Regions from separate parts of the Sus scrofa genome. Here all the other regions are linked to region 2. A link is a contact called in public HiChIP or PLAC-seq data. All regions are on one chromosome and are shown on one strand. The core of a region is the stretch at or near the end of the contact, and the rest is flanking DNA. Distances in the headings are between cores, read along the strand shown.

Evidence for each region. HiChIP or PLAC-seq counts read pairs in DNA pulled down with a chosen protein or histone mark.
Region 1: an H3K27ac HiChIP or PLAC-seq map of alveolar macrophages shows a contact between it and region 2. The contact joins the promoter of CD69 here to the promoter of OLR1 in region 2.
Region 3: a contact with region 2 is called in an H3K27ac HiChIP or PLAC-seq map of alveolar macrophages. The contact joins the enhancer-like site here to the promoter of OLR1 in region 2.

The regions. Positions count from the first base shown.
Region 1 is chr5:62,076,678-62,079,559 of Sscrofa11.1, reverse strand. CD69 (CD69 molecule) reads right to left here and starts at 1,426. Exons shown (of 5, transcript NM_214091.2): 1 at 1,357-1,426. The coding sequence starts at 1,420.
Region 2 is chr5:61,798,014-61,800,713 of Sscrofa11.1, reverse strand. OLR1 (oxidized low density lipoprotein receptor 1) reads right to left here and starts at 1,358. Exons shown (of 8, transcript NM_213805.1): 1 at 1,239-1,358. The coding sequence starts at 1,314.
Region 3 is chr5:62,097,422-62,100,336 of Sscrofa11.1, reverse strand. No RefSeq gene overlaps it. Among named protein-coding and RNA genes, the nearest start is that of CD69, 21 kb to the right of the region's middle. Within about 2 kb of position 1,571, at least 1 of the 83 cell types and tissues checked has an H3K27ac peak or open chromatin away from gene starts, as enhancers often do. A contact at or near this core is called in alveolar macrophages, where this site is marked.

The sequences.
Region 1 (2,882 bases), core at 177-2,676, 280 kb before region 2:
AAGGGTGGCGCTCAATAATCGTTCAAACAAATGAAGCCAGAACAAGAGCATCATAAATATTTCCACGCAAATTATTCAACAAAAAATTGGGATGATCTCGGGGAAAGTTAAGAATACCTAAGTAAGCTTCTTTCAACTGGGTTCTCTATTGAGCAGTTGTTGTTGTTGTTGTTTTTAATTACATTCTTTTCTTTGGGGCAGCTCAACTGAACCATAAATTTACAGTTAATCTGGTTACCAAAAATTTTCTGTGACTTATCCTTGTTTTCCACACTTGATTTTGCATTCTTAAGTAAAAGATGGGTTTACCAGTGGTAATTGATAATTTTCTAAAACAAACCACTCTAACAAACACATACTCAGAAAACAATTCCTTTCTCTAGATTGTTTAAGCTCTGCTGTTGATAATGCATTCCTTTGTTACTGGATAGTTTTGCTTACAAGTAAAGTCTAGTTCCTACAAGCTAGTGTTTGGGGCACCTCACTAATTAGAGAAGACAAGAGAGATAGATGAAACAAATCAAGAAAGCCTCACAGAAGCAAATTATCATAAAACAATGGGAAAATTCTGGTACTAGGAAATAGAAAGGTCTGTGGACAGACTAGGCAAATAGAAAGGAGGAAAAGGTATATAGCAAAGATGATCGTATGAAAATAAGAAAAAGGAAAAAAAAATGATTGATTCATGAAGAATTTGAAGCCAGTGATTAGAAGGATGAAATAGGAGAATGAAATGGAGGAAGTGTCTTAATGAAGAATGTAGAAGAAGACTGCATTTTCAAGAATTTTTTCATACATTCTCCTAATAAACTAGAACTGGACACTAAATAGTCAGACGTTTATAAATCTATTCTCTCAAAGACTGGAAACAACTTGTGTTTCCAGCAACCAGAAGATGCTGTCATGAGAACATAAGATAAGGCACACCGAGAGCACAAAATGGTACAAGGTAGAGACAACCAAGAATGTAATTGTGTACGTGGAAAACAGAATTTTCCATACAGAGGGGCAGAGCTTCCTAAAGGATGTCCAGATGGATATGCAAAAATGATGGAGAGTTCCCTGGTCTAGGGCAAAGGGGGTTTTTATTTAACTCTGAAAAATTGAGATGATATAAACTAAAACAAAGAAATTGCTGGTTAAAGAGCTTCTAAAATTCACCCTGTGATTTCCTCCCAAGTCTCAGGTGGTCTGTATTCTCATAGATAAAGAAATACTTACTTCTCCCCATTTTCTCCTTTATCCCAACCGAAATAGAAGATAACCAAGTTCTTCAGAAGACAAGTTTCATTTTCCCCAACTACTGTTATATATCATAGATCAATAGAGGCAAATACACATAAGGACATGGCTTACTTGGTTGTCCTCTATTCGGATGCAAGGAGTTGGTCTCTGTTGTGGAAGCATCTTCTAAACTCATCTTTATCTTCGTCACAATCCTCTGGTTAATCCCAGGTCAAGTCAGTCTACGGTGGACGTCTTTGCTGGAGCTCTTGTTCAGTTCTGAGTCTTTGAGATATCTCAGTGTTTATATTCACTTGCGTTGTCTCCACCCCCTTCCTCTTCCCTCCTAATCATTCAGCTACACCTGTTCTCTTTAATTTATGCTCCACTGACCCAGACAATTTACAATGTGTTGTTGTGGTGAGCTTTGGGTTTTCCCTGCTGTCTAAAATGTGCTTTCTCACAACTATAGGTGCAGTTTGAAAAGACAAGCAGGGTTTTCCCGGAATCTGAGATCTCCTTTCTTAAATTTGTAGACAACAAATAGTTTAGGAAACAGAATACCTAAGTAAAGAATTGTGAGTTAGGGATTCCTGTCTTTGAGATGGAAATAATTTGGAGAACGCTCTTTCCCTGGAATTCTGTTCATTCCTTTAATTATACATTGACAACTAGTATTTATTGAACATCTGCTATAGACTGGATGCTGTTTGGGGCTGAAGGGTTTATTGATGAATAAAAAATTAAAATCTCTATTTTCATGGCCCTCTCTTGGGTCTGGAAGAATTTTACATAGTAAGCTATAAACTGGCTTTCAGAGAAGTGTCATTCACTTCTTCCCTGGGGACTAGTGTTTTTTTAAGGTGTCATTTAATAAGTAGTTGCTTTAATACAGGAAATAGAAACCTTGTGGCTGGCACTTCCTTTCTACGTTCTAAAGTTATTTATCTCAAATTATCTGTTTCATTCAGCTCCTGTTAATTTTCTTGTGATATTTTACTGCATTTACACTGCCCTTATGTTTCCTCAGTAATATCTTATTCTTCTATTTTTCTCCTGTCTGCTAGATTATTATTTTCATGTACCTCTGACACTTTATTTATTTGGCCGCACCCACAGCAGATGGAAGTTTCTGGGCCAGGGATCAAATCTGAACCACAGATGCAGATCTGCTCCATAGCTGCAGCAATACCAGCTCCGTAACCCACTGCACCAGTGAGGATTTGAACCTACGCTTCCCCAGCGACCAAGCTGTTGTGTGACGACACTGGATCCTTAACCCACTTCGCCACAGCAGGAACTTCTCTCTGCCACTTCAGACTTTTGGTGTGTGATTACTATAAAAACATATTGCTATGGTATCAATACCCTTTGGAAACTTTCTTAAGATTAATGCGAAATGAATGCAGAATGGCTGCATATGGTGATTTAAGGAGGGGATCAAAATACTGATTAATAATCTTAGTGCCCCAAGTTATCATTAATATCACTTTAGAGTAAGGATATCCTGTTTTCAGAATAAAGCCTTTGTGAAAACATTATGGTTAAGTGGGTGGGAAATTACCATCTACTGTAGGCTAGTTAAACCATCATATTTATTGGTTTACCTAAGATATGGAGAAGTGCATCTTAGTCCTAAAGCTCTCTTTGCTTTCATT
Region 2 (2,700 bases), core at 109-2,608:
ACTATAAACAAATGCCAGACAACAAACAAATAAGCCTTTAATCAGTTAATCAACAGAGAAAGTCTAAAGAAGGTGCTGTTTGTACCATTCGATTTTTCACTAAAGTTACAACATGGAACTGAGGTTCTGACCAAAGGAAAATAGGAATGAAACCTTAAAATGTCACTTGATTCCTGTTAACACCACATCCTCCACTCACACCAGCTGCAGCACTCTTATTACAAGAAAAAAAAAACAAAAAACCTCCCATTATTGTAAAACAAATACTCATGTAGCTCACAAGTACACAAATATCTTTTAAGTCGTCCACCACTTCAAAAGCACAGATATTACTGGTTCAGCAGGAAAACATTTTATACAATGAATTTGTACTCCTCACCTTGTAAGATAAACACTTTAGGCACTGATAATGTTATCTTTTATATCCAAATAAGGAAACTGAAAATTCAGTGAGTGACTTGCCTAATATCATGCAGATGTTAAGATCCAAACAAAGGTCTTTAATCCAACTGTCAACAGCTGCATGACTGGGAACATCACATCACAGAATTTCCAGTGTGAATGTATAATGATCCAAATCAATCAGTGGTCAAATGTATTCACAGAGTTCTCCTGTTTCAAAAGCACTCCTATTAGCCTCTTCAGATGATACAAATAAAATAGACTTTTTGACAGGAAGAAATAGGGTTCATGCATGTGTGTGGCAAGTTGACAGAAAAGAAGTTGAAGAGAGCCGTGCACCTTGCAAATAATTGCCAAATCCTAAACTTAGAGGCAAGTATACGAGTAAGACTTTCCACCAACAGTTCCCTCTGGTCAATATCCGTTCCATGTTATGGGAGATTGCTGCTAGCTCTACCACTTATTAGTTGTGTCAAACTGGGTCCTTAGGTTAATCCCCTTCAGTGAGTCCTCTGTAAACAGTAGGTAATAGAGCTAATCTCAAGGTGTGAAGGTTTAGAGAAATAAGGCTTATAAATCATATCAGAGAACATAGCCTACAGCAAATGTTCAATAAAAGTTAGTTATCCTCATTCTCTTCATCATCATTATACCAAGTTAGTTTATTCATGGTCATCACCTTCCTTATTACCATCATATCTGGCTTTCCTTTTAAGTAAATGTTCTAAACGCTCTAATATTTTCCCATACTCAGGTGTCTCAGCCGTCTAATCCTATGTTTAGTTTACACGTCTAAGCTAATTCTGTCCCTGTACACATTCACCTACCCCCAGTACCTTCAGCTTTATCTCCATTTGATTTCTCGTCAGGTTGATCCTTCATACTGTTGCTCTTGAGGTCATCAAGTGTCATTTCTGAATTTATTCCAAGAATGAGGGAGTGGAGCAGCCAAGGACTTCTACAAGCAGAAATGTCTGAGCTCCCACTGGAGCGTTTAAATAGCTGCTGCTATCTAATGGAATGACTCAATCATTGGTAGGAGGAAGGAGAGTATTTGCTTCATTTTGGGAAGTTGGCTGACGCAAATTCTTGAGTTATGTCTATTGCAGGAGGGGAAAATGGTGATTCTGATAGTGTTTCAGGATGTTTCACTAAGTAATTTATGAAAGGGAAAACTGTGTTTTCCATGAGCATTAGAGGAGAGAATTTGTATTTATTTTTCAGATAAGGAAACAAATTCAGAAGGGTAAGTCAGCAGTGAATTTGTGGAAGAGTGTGCATTTAGACCAGATTATTTGATTCCAATATCCTTTTTTCTTTTTCTTTCTTTCTTTCTTTCTTTCTTTCTTTCTTTCTTTCTTTCTTTCTTTCTTTCTTTCTTTCTTTCTTTCTTTTTTTTTTTTCTTTTTTTCCTTTTTAGGGCTGCACCCTTGGCATATGGAAGTTCCCAGGCTAGGGGTCAAATTGGAGCTGTAGCAGCCAGCCACAGCCACAGCCATGGTGACACAGGATCCTAGCCGAGTCTGCTACCTACACCACAGTTCATGGCAAAATTGGATCCCAGACCCACTGAGCAAGGCAAGGGATCAAACCTGCATCCTCAGGGATACTAGTCAGATTCATTTCCGCTGTGCCACAATGGAAACTCCCCATATTTTTTTTCATTTCACTGTATCAGACTATCTCTATTCTATATCTCTAATAAGTCTCATATTTTCCTTTTTAATTTTGACTTTTTTCCTCAGAAATAGGCTTAGGAATTTGGGGGTTAATTACATATGGCTCTTATCTCTAGTCATAATAACCTGGGTAATTTTAGAATTTAATCAGGAGTGCTCTTTCATACAGTGGAGATATAACACAGAGCAGAAAAGAACTTTGGAGCCAGAGGGAGCTAGTTTAATCTTTCCTTTGCCGGCCTATTGTTCTATAAATCTTGGCAAATGTCTTTGTCTTTGAATTGGATCATGAAATGTCCACTTGATAATGTTGCTGATGTCGCTACAAGGATTCAAATGGGGTATTGGGCAAAACGCTAAGCTTTGTACTTTAAACATCATTGCAACTCAATAAATGATAGTTATTAATGTTAGGGGTAATATTCAGCACAGTTGAATTGCCATTGAAGAATATATTTTTATATGATTGACTTGAATCATGAAGACTCTTCAATGGAATCCCAATAAAGATACACCTTATATTCACTGATAGAATTCTCACCTATTTTGACCTCAAAACCTTCTAATCAGAAAAATAATGTCTCATTGCAATCTCATTTGCAATTGCAAAAAAAAAAAT
Region 3 (2,915 bases), core at 322-2,821, 300 kb before region 2:
GACAAGACACCTTCAAACTCCTAGAAGAGAACATAGGCAAAACATTCTCTGATTTCAACCTAAAAATGTTTTTTGGAGTTCCTGTCATGGCACAGTGGTTAATGAATCCGACTAGGAACCATGAGGTTGAGGGTTCGATCCCTGCCCTTGCTCAGTGGTTTAAGGATCCTGCGTTGCTGTGAGCTGTGGTGTAGGTTGCAGACGTGGCTTGGATACCACGTTGCTGTGGCTCTGGCATAGGCCAGCGGCTACAGCTCCAATTAGACCCCTGGCCTTTGGAACCTCCATATGCCGCGGGAGAGGCCCAAGAAATGGCAAAAAGACAAAAATAAATAAATAAATAAATAAATAAAAAATAAAAATGTTTTCTCAGGTCATTTTCCCAAGGCAACAGAAATAAAAGTAAAAATAAACCAATGAGACCTAATCCAACTGACAAGCTTTTGCACAGTGAAGGAAACCATAAGTGAAAAGACAACCTACAGAATGGGAGGAAATAGTTTCAAACAATGCAACTGACAAGGGCTTTATATCTCTACCATATACAAACAACATATACAACTCAACAGCAAAAAACCCAACCACCCATTTGAAAAATGGGCAAAAACCTGAATAGACATTTCTCCAAAGAAGATATACAGATGGCCAACAAGCACATGAAAAAAATGCTCAACATCACAGGTCAGAATGGTCATCATTAACAAGTCAACAAATAACAAATGCTGGAGAGGAAGTGGAGAAAAGGGAACCCCCCTACACTGTTGATGGGAATGTAAATTGGTACAACCACTATGGGAAACAGTATGGAGGTACCTTAGAAAACTAAATATAGAACTACCATATGAGCCAGCAATCCCACTCTTGGGCATATATCCAGACAAATTAAGAAAGACACATGCACCTGCATGTTCATTGCAGCACTATTCACAATAGCCAAGACATGGAAACAACCCAAATGTCCATGACAGATGATTGGATTAAGAAGATGTGGTGTGTATACACAATGTAATACTACTTAGCCACAAAAATAGAAAATAATGCCATTTTCAGCAACATGGATGGAACTAGAAACTCTCATACTAAGTGAATTAAGTCAGAAAGAGAAAGACAATACCATATGATATAATTTATATCTGGAATCTAATATATGGCACAAATGAACTTTTGCACAGAAAAGAAACTCATGGACTTGGAGAACAGACATTTGGTTGCCAAAGGGGAAGGGGAGAGAATGGGATGGAATGGGGGTCTGGGGTTAATAGATGCAAGATACTGCATTTGGAATGGATAAGCAATGAGATCCTGCTGTATAGCACTGGGAACTATATCTAGTCACTTGTGATGGAGCATGATGGAGGATAATGTGAAAGTATATATATATATATATATTTGTGTGTGCATGGCTGGGTCACTTCTTTGCTGTACAGTAGAAAATTGAAAGAACACTGTAAACCAGCTATAATGGAAAAATAAAAATTGTTAATAAAAAGTGTCTCATGGGAAGATGAGTAGGCAAGGTTTAGCAACAGGGCAGAAGTAGGAGGAAAAGAAAATGTCCTATCAGTAGGGGGTGCTGTGTGATTGGGGTTGCCCTAAACTTGAACAGCCATGAAACTGATACTGGATTTTAAATAGTCTATATTTTTATGTGCCAAAACAAGCCATGTTTTCCCAAAGTGTCAGATTGCCTAGGTACAAAACCTGGATCTTCCATATAAATTTGGGCAAAGTCCTTAATTCTGTTAAGAGTTGGTTTCCTTGTCAGATCTCCATAAAACCTAAATGCTAGGGTTGTTTTGAGGATTAAGTAAATTGATCAAAAGTAAACTATTAAGTTTCTGAATATAGAAGAAACAATGTTGATTATAATTATTGCTGTATTTAGTTATGTTTATTAGAATAATAGAATCATTCAATGTGAACTTTTTGTTACTTTCATGCTTTTGATGCTTTGGGTAATATGGGGAACAAATGTCCTCAAAGTCAGCAAAGTAGTGTGGGTTGAAGACTGCACCACGTGCAATCAAGTGTAACTCAGCAACATGTGACTAATAGAAAAGCCCGGAGCAACAGTTAAGGGAGAGATATCAAGCACTACACAAAGTTTTAAGAAGTTCCCCAAAATTCTGAGAATTATTCAGAAGCGATTTCTTAAAGGCAGCGTGAAACCTCAAGGACTTTTATTTGGCTATTCGTTAAAAGCATGGATAATCATTTACTAGGTCATAACAACCCTCTCCCCACTAAGAAATACCTGCCAAGCAGGTAAAATATTTTAAACTATTAAAGTTACATAACAATATATAACTATATTAAAGATAAGCATTTGTTTGGGGATAATGAATTAGTGAAGAATAACATAATGCAACTCTAAGAGAAATCTGAAATCCAGGAAGAAGAGCTTCTTTTCTTATTTTATTATTTTTGTCTTTTTGACTTTCTAGGGCTGCACACGCAGCATATGGAGGTTCCCAGGCTAGGGGTCTAATAGGAGCTACAGCGGCCAGCCTATGCCAGAGCCACAGCAACACCAGATCTGAGCCGCATCTGCGACCTACACCACAGTTCACAGCAATTCGGATCCTTAACCCACTGAGCAAGGCCAAAGACCGAACCCACAGCCTCATGGTTTCTGGTCGGATTTGTTTCCTCTGTGCCCTGACAGGAACTCTGAAGAGCTCCTTTTCTTACAGAAGACTTTCAAAGACAGATGAAGAAGTTGAGCTGCTGAACGGGGATTTGCTATCTTAGATTTGGGTTTAGCTCTGGTCTTCAAGTGGGGGAGGGGGACTGAAAAATCAGAATATTTGGTTGGGTTGGTTCACCAAAATCTACACCCAAAGACAAAATTTTCCACCTGAGGCTCTACTGGCATTTTGAGTCAGATTATTCTTCATTGTTGGAGGTTGTCCTGC